Linked DNA regions of Triticum aestivum: region 1 is linked to region 2. A link is a contact called in public Hi-C data. All regions are on one chromosome and are shown on one strand. Each heading gives the region's core, a stretch centred on a gene start, on an enhancer-like site or on the middle of the called end of the contact. The rest is flanking DNA. Distances are from core to core; before and after follow the strand shown.

What was found. Hi-C and Micro-C count contacts between places; a contact is called where the count stands out from the background.
Region 1: a contact with region 2 is called in a Hi-C map of leaf, with 3 times the contacts expected there. The contact joins the promoter of LOC123090565 here to the promoter of LOC123094206 in region 2. A contact is called at or near these places in 2 of 5 Hi-C or Micro-C datasets (both in leaf).

What each region holds. Positions count from the first base shown.
Region 1 is chr4B:12,154,978-12,158,999 of IWGSC CS RefSeq v2.1, forward strand. It overlaps LOC123090565 (dehydrin HIRD11), which reads left to right and starts at 2,627. Exons shown (of 2, transcript XM_044511882.1): 1 at 2,627-3,129; 2 at 3,251-3,398. The coding sequence starts at 2,788. The coding sequence ends at 3,108.
Region 2 is chr4B:11,663,462-11,667,563 of IWGSC CS RefSeq v2.1, forward strand. LOC123094206 reads left to right here and starts at 1,695. Exons shown (of 3, transcript XM_044516264.1): 1 at 1,695-3,645; 2 at 3,872-4,102. The coding sequence starts at 1,837. The coding sequence ends at 3,979.

The DNA of each region.
Region 1 (4,022 bases), core at 1,377-3,876, 490 kb after region 2:
TCTTCGAGACGTTGCTCGTCGCCAAGGTTGTCAGAATCGCGATTCTATTATACGATTCTACGACTTTACGATCCAAACAAACCCCTATGATTCTATGATTTTAGTTCTTAGAATCTACGACTTTACGATCCTGATAGTGAAGATTCTACGATTTGCGATCCTACCATCAAAGCTCCGATCCGATTCAAAATCGCGATTCTGACAACCTTGCTCGTCGCCATATGCATGCTGTCTGACTCGAACATCCTGCCATGAAGTGCACCACTTCAGTCTGAGTGAGCTATTTCTTGAGCAAGGTCCTATTTTGTTTGACACGTAAGAACATGGGTAATTCCCGATGCCTCTCATTTCAAGATAGTGTAAATGCATTGGAATGAGCATTGGACAAAGAGAGGACAACGGAAGAGAGATGTCATATCCTTCGAAGCTATCTAGTTGTGCAGTTAAAGCAGATGATGGAGAGATGGATGGTATCATATATCCATGAGAGTAGAGGCTTATTCTGTGAGGATATGTATATAGTGTCATGAATGTGGTGGGTGAATTTGTGATCACATATCTATGAAGTCTGCAAAATAAACTCAAATTGAGAAAGATAGCTAATGTTGGGACAATAAATGACATCTCGTTTGATTCCTTCCATTTTATAAAAAGACATACATAATCGTGGTAAGTGATTGAAAAGATTATCTGGCGCGAACCCTCTCTCTCTTTTTATTGCTCTCTCGGTCTTTTGCAGTCGTTAGCTGAGCATGTCTACCGAACATCTCCAATGCATGTCCACTCCCCATTCCTTTCCGCGCACCGTTTTCCCCCTAGAAAAGTACCATGTGTCCTTATTGTACTCCAGTATGTTGTTCGTATCATTATTCATGTTAATTTACTCGTGCATTCTTCCGTCCTAGAGTAACCCTCTCATCCGGCTGAGCATGGCGCAAAGTATCACCTTATGTTGTTTGACACACAAGGGCATGATTATTTCTCGAGGCCTCTCATTCCAAGATGGTATGATGTGTTGAACACTGGACGACTGAGGGAGAGCAAGAGATATCATACCCTTCAAATCTAGCTAGTTGTGTAGTTGAAGCACATGGAGGAGAGGCTAATGATATTATATATCCATGAGAGTAGAGGCTTATTCCGCGAAGATATGTATGTAGTGTCAAACTGAATGTGGTGGCTGAAATTGTGATTCCATATCTATGAAGTTTGCACAACACACAGAGTGTTAAAAACAAACTCAAATAAAGAAATATAGCCAATGTTGGGACAAGAAATACATATCGTTCGATTCCTTCCATTTTCAAGAAGATATACTTAATCATCTGAACTGACTGAAAGATGACCCGGCGAGAACTCTCCCTCTTTTTATTACTCTCTTGGCATTCTGTATTCATTAGTTGATCATTTCTATTGAACATCTCCAATGTATGTCCATTCCCCATTCCTTTCTGCATTCTTTTCACCCCACCGAAGGGGTTAAGTAGGACGTTTTGCATGCATGAAAGTAATCCAAATAGCCAAGGTCAGCAAAGATACATCTGCTATTTCGAAATTTGAAATGTTATTTAGCTAATAATACACGCCTTATTCACATTGTATTTTTTCCATTCATTTTGTATAATTAGACCCTGCTTGGTATGTTTCGGCAAAAGCATCAAGATCAAAAGTTACCAATATTAATATGTAGGTTTTCAGACAATATATTCGTATATTCACAAAGTATTAGAATCTTAAACATTATATCTCACTTCAATATGTTATGAGCTAACAATCCGCGAGTTATTGAGTTGTCCACAAGTACTGTGCGGAGGACATCCGACACCTACTATTCGTGTGCACACATGCCCGAGACCTATGGACCCATCTTGGGGTGATTCAGATTGTTGATCAAGCTTTGCATGTGGACATATTGGGTTCAGCAATCTTCGAACACATCCTCTCTCTCTTCCGGATGAACATCTGGCTATACATCCAATGTTGAATTTCAAGCAAGTGATAGCAGTCGGAGGCCGGTACTTGTGGTGGATCCAGAGACAAATTACTCACAATGATTCGGTCCCGCCAGGAGACGAAGGGGCCACACTTGGTCAACCTCCGCAGATGCTTCCTGCCATGGTTCGACCACTCTTGTGTTCTTGCTTAATGGCCAGATAGGACGCCGTGTAGTGTGCATTTCCCGATGCATTGTTTTTGCATTGCTCTCTTTATTTGTCTCTTTTTACCTGATATAATATGCTTTGTAAGAAGATTTCCTCAACACCTTTGTATTGCTCGATTGTCAGGCTTTATTTATAAATCGGGGCGCAAGACTATTTTGGGGATAAATGGTTAGAGAGGGCAGTAAGGAAATAAGAAAATAACCCACGCACGGTAAAGTGCTTTCATTGTTTATTTATAAAACCAGGTGAAAACCTATTTCAAGCATAAATGGTTAGAGAAATGCTCTTAGGATTCAGGAATAGCATAGACGCATTTGTAGAGCAGAACGGTTGGTACGCTACTCGGGTGCACAAAGCTTGCCTCCCTCAATAATCGCTGTCGGTCGCCAACGCTTTCCTTGTTTGATTAAGCAGCAGCACGATCCGATCTCTTCCTCCTCCTTATCCGGTGGTCCTCCCGTTTCTTCAGACACCCTCCAACTCAGGCCACGGGGCCGCGACCCCTCGCCGGCCTATAAATACCGGCGAAGGGGAGCCAAACAAGATCACCCACCACAACACCATCATCGCATCCCATTAGCATCGCCAGTTTCCTTGGAGAGAAGTAGCCAGAAACAGCAGCGCCATGGCCGGCATCATGCACAAGATCGAGGAGAAGCTCCACATGGGCGGCGGCAGCGACGAGCACAAGAAGGACGAGGAGCACAAGAAGAAGGACGGGGAGCACAAGAAGGACGGCGAGCACAAGAAGGACGGGGAGCACAAGGAGGGCATGATGGAGAAGATCAAGGACAAGATCAGCGGCGACGGCCACGGCGACGGCAAGAAGGACGGCGAGCACAAGGAGAAGAAGGACAAGAAGAAGAAGAAGGACAAGAAGCACGGCGAGGGCCACAAGGACGACGACGGCCACGGCAGCAGCAGCAGCGACAGCGACAGCGACTGAGCCAGCTCCGGCCGCGTGCAGGTACGTACAAATGGTGGTCGCCGTCTCCATTCATGCGTCAACTCCTCACCTTTTCCTTCTCCTCTGTGTTTGCGTTCTCCGGTTCTTGTTGGATCTAACTTCTTTTTATTTGATTTTGCAGTGCAGGGGAGATGAACGCGTGGGTTAATTTGGAGCGTGTGGTAGCATATGTATGTAATGCTTGACATGTCTCATGGATCTTGTAATGTAATAACCGGCTGCACTGCATGGTGCTTGTAATAATAACGTTAAGGAATTTCCATTGGTAATTTGGTACCATCCTTTTTTCCAAGCTTTTTGTGTATGTATGTATGTATGTGGTGTCTCTGTTCATCTCTGGATCTCTCCGACCGAGCGTGATTAACGGCTGGGGATCGTTTAGGAATGGTTATTGCTGTTTTACTGCTCCTCTTTTCAGTTTCAGAACCTATGTGGTGCTCTGTTTTCTTTCCGAGTTTTGCTTGTGTGCAGCTTTCCTCTGTTTTTCGCTTTCGGATTTGTGCAGTTGTGCCCGGTATTAATTTAGGGGGGTATGCAGAAATCGAAGTTGTTCCTCACAAGAGCCAATCATCACATGATTTACCAAAAATATATCGCATCACATCTAGAATGGTCAGCCATGTTATATCATCAAAAGGACGATTCGGCACCCCTGCTAGATAAGCTATACGTACTAAATTTAGCCCCCTGTCATTGCGGGCTATATGATGCTAGCTCGAGGTGCCATGTATCCCAAGTGTTCTCCGAAACTAAAATTTCATGATACTTGATCTCTCTGCCGGAGCACCTCATCCTCTCCTAACTGAACTTCTTCCATTGCATCGTCTTGAACCGTTTTACACATAAGAAAAGGGTTAATTCCTTAGGCCTCTTGTTTCTATATATTGTAATTA
Region 2 (4,102 bases), core at 445-2,944:
TCCCAGCTCTCACATGTTGGCGTACAAGCAAGAGGAGGCCCGTGGCATCCTGTTCCTCTCCCCCACGACCTCCATGGCCTCCACCCCTTCCTCCCAGCTCTCACATGTTGGCGTACAAGCAAGAGGAGGCAAAGGAAGGGCGCTCACCATAGCTCCTCTCACCCACGTCTCGCTCCTCATCTCCGTTTGAGTAGTAGTAGCAAAATTAACCAATCCCTATTGGTACTATCTAACTAAAGAACCAGGATTCTAAACTCATCTTCTCTCTCTGTTCATACAAATCCCTCTAGAATTCCTTCACACAAGAGGATTTGCATCACATATTCCTCTACTTAGCAGCAGCAATAGTGAGCAGAGGAAGGAGGCGGAGGAGATGGAGGTGCTACCTGCCGAGGTGGGCCGCCGTGGCCGTGCTTGAGCTTGGCAGCCCCCGCCTCCTCGAGCAGGACAGGGCCGCCAGCTAGGTGCGCCCCTCGTCCTCCGCCTCATCGAGCAGGACAGGGCCACAAGCTAGGTGCGCCCCTCATCCTCCGCCTCCTCGAATAGGAAGGACGGCGCCCTCCTGCCGCCGTCGCCTTCCAGACCATGCCAAGGTGACCTGCGGCAATGGAAGGAAAGGAGAAGGTGAGGTGGGGAGGGTGGATCCGGACAAGGAAAGAGGGGAAGGACGTACCTGCGCCAGTTGCATTTTGCTGGCGGCGGCGGCGGTGCAGCCTTGTGATGGGAAGAGGCTGCTTGGGGGAGAGCGCGCGAGAGGAGGGTGCGCGAGGAGGCGGCGACGCCGGGGAAGTGGACGGCAGGGGTCCGGTGGGCTGGGCGAAGGAGACGGCGGCGTTGTGGCGAGCTGCTAGGGTTAGGGTTCATGTGGAGGAGGCGTAGAGGAGGAGGAGGGACGAGCGAGTGCGGGAGGAAGCGGCGGCAGCTAGGTCTCCGCCACAGGAGCGCGACCCCATTTTATACCCCCCCCCCCCTAGGCGAAATGACCGAAATGCCCTGGTGGGGGCATGGTATCTACAATGTGTTGCCATTACTATTCATTTCAGCAGTGTTTCTTTCAGATCCGACGGCCCAGATCCTCTCACCTCTCGATCCAACGGACGAAAACGCATAAGGGAACCGATCCAGCGGCCCAGAATCACTGAGCTCTGAGGAGGCTTGTACATCCATCCTTCTCTTATTTCTGGATGAAACACTTGTTTCCCCGTCAAAAAAAAAGGAACGGAGGGAGGGAGAAGTGGAAAGAGAGGTGAGAGATAAAATGCATATGCATATATGGCTTGGATTCTTCATGCATACTATACAGCTTGCATGAGCGAACACTTTACTTTGCATGCTGCTTCGATTGGAAAGTGTTTTTCTTTTCGTTTCCTCGTGCCGATGGATGGAATGGAATGGAATCGGAGGGCATCCCGTTTGCATGCAAAGTAAAGAGACGAGCGAGGCCGAGTCAAGGACGACGAGACGAGACGAGCGAGGGAAAGAGAAAACAAGGAAGGAAAAGCAGACGCACGCGCTAAAACATGTACGTGCACGTGCACGTCTTTGGGGGACCCGACCCGTTTACAAGTCGATCTCAAGGTTTGCAACCAAGGAAGCGAGAAAGGGGCATATCTCCCCAGTCGACCAAAAAGTCATTATATATGGTCACGGGGACAAGGAGGCAAAAGTCACGACCAAAAAACGGACTCGTCCCACTCCATATATATCTCCCCAGTCGACCGACTAGATCGATCTACTCCTATCCCCGCAAGACGGTCGCCGCCGGCCTTTCCCCGCGAGCCGCCGCCGAAAGAAAAACGCCACCTCCGTCCGCCGTCTCTGCTCGCTCGCTCGCAGATGGCGTCTGGATTCACTTCTTCCGGCGGCTCTAGCTCCCGGAGGGGGCTCATCTCGTGCCTGCACAGCCTCAACTACCGCGACGAGGACGCGCCTCTTCCCCACGACGACGATTTGCAAGAAGCCACACGCGAGCTCATCCTCAGTTTCTACGACGACACGTTCCGCCGGCTCCGGCTGCCCTGCAAGGCCATGCCCCATCTTTACGGCATCCTCAGCACCGCCGGCCTTTGCCTCGGCCTCCTCGACCCTGTCTCCAATATCATCCTCAACACCCTCGCCCTCCTAAACCCCAAAACCAAGCCCCTCGGCGACGACGTCGCCGCCAAGACGGGATCCAAGAAGAGACACAGACCCGGTTTCGACCCCTGGCACGAGGTTGCAACCAGGTCCTGCCACAGTCTCATGGCTTTCCTTGTGGCCTACTTCGGATGCATCAACGAGGAACAGGCCTTCCGCTACCTCTATAGGGCCAAGGCCAATCTCCTCCTCGCCGTCATGCTCGTCCAGCACGATCTCTACCTTGTGGAGCCGGAGACACTGGACCCTGAATCCAAGAGGACGCAGGCCGCCCTCAAGTGGGCGGCCACCTCAGCAGGTCACCATTCGCCAAGCACCTTGGCTCAGGTCATGGCAATTCGGCTAAAAAAAGGCGACCTTGACCTCTTCAACAAGAAGTTGTTTTCAGCTAATGGCCCCCTCACGACCGAGGATGTCCGAGAAATCCACCGTGTGTTGCACATGATGATGACCCCCATGTGTGTTGCCAACATTAGCAACACCAATGATGGGCTGGTTGTCCATGTCCGTCAGAACCTCGACAACGGCGACAGCGCTATATGGTCCGAGACAGAGCCCCTTGTCGTCTCTAGTGCAGCTGCTGACGCCAGGATCAGCTCCACCGCCTTCCGCTGGGACGGGACCGCCATCTCGTCTCTGCAGACCGGACTGCCTAGCAAGCTGCTAGATTGCCTCAAGATAGCAGATGGCCTAAAACACATTCTCAGGACCCCGTGCGCTGGTGGTGACGCCTGCGATTACCTGCAGTCTCTCAAGATGTACCTCCATGGCATAATTCACAACATGTACGTCGAGGCCTTCAAGTTGCTGTCCGCACCTCCGGGCTCACTCATGCGCAACATCCTCATGGCAGGCCACTGCTATGGGCCCTGTGACCCTCTCTCCAACATCATCCTTAACTCAATCTGGCATGACACATGTGGCTCCGTTCTCTCAGCTTCTGAGCGCATGATGTTGAATGAGTACAATGACGTCCTGGACCCCCTATCTCTGCTCCGCCTAGTTGTCCGTTCCCTTGAGGGGCTTGCAAAGCTTGCCTTGTTCGCCGACCCCCGGTCCTCAATTGCTTGTGCTATGGAGAAACTCTGCAGTTCAAAATGTGTCGTCCTTCTTGACATGTCATCATCTGCAACAAAGAACCCCTTCCACGAGGCGGCCATGGCTGCTAGACACCCGACGCCCCTTCAGCTCGGTGAATTTCACCGGATGCTGCTGCTCGTGCCCGATGGCCGAAGCAAGCTGCTCTCACATATAACCAAGGCGCAAACTAGTGGTGGTGTGTTGTGCGTCGATGACATCAGAGCCCTTATGTCGGCCTTGTGGTTGGAGTTCAAAAAAACATCCAGGTTCCAAACTAGTGGCACTTTGCAAGCTTCTGCGCCTGAACTTTGTGTAGAGGCCGCCTTGAGGGTGGTATCAAGCGCGAGATCAAAATATGAGGAGGAGAGGAGCTGGTTGCGTCGAAAGATTAAACATGTGCTCAAGGATTACACGGACCAACATTTTTGGGTAGGCATTGAACTTCCTCTTCTGTGTTGAATCATTAGCTGCTACTTATGTACTCCCTCCGTCCGGAAATACTTGTCATCAAAATGGATGAAAATGGATGTATCTACAACTAAAATACATCTAGATACATCCATTTCAATGACAAGTATTTGCGGACGGAGGAAGTACGTATATTAGCTTTACATTGATTTGACCAACAAACACTCTTGCTTCTTTCTTGCTACAGGGACCAAAGTACAAACTTGATTTTATATTTGGTGTGGAGGAAAGCGACCATGGCCGGCATCCCTTCACTGATACTCCCTCCGTTCGAAATTACTTGTCTTGGAAATAGATGTATCTAGAACTAAAATACATCTAGATACATCCGTTTCTACGACAAGTAATTCCGAACGAAGGGAGTACGTGCAACCACGTGAACTTCATGGCAACTTGTGATGAGAATGTTCCGAGGACC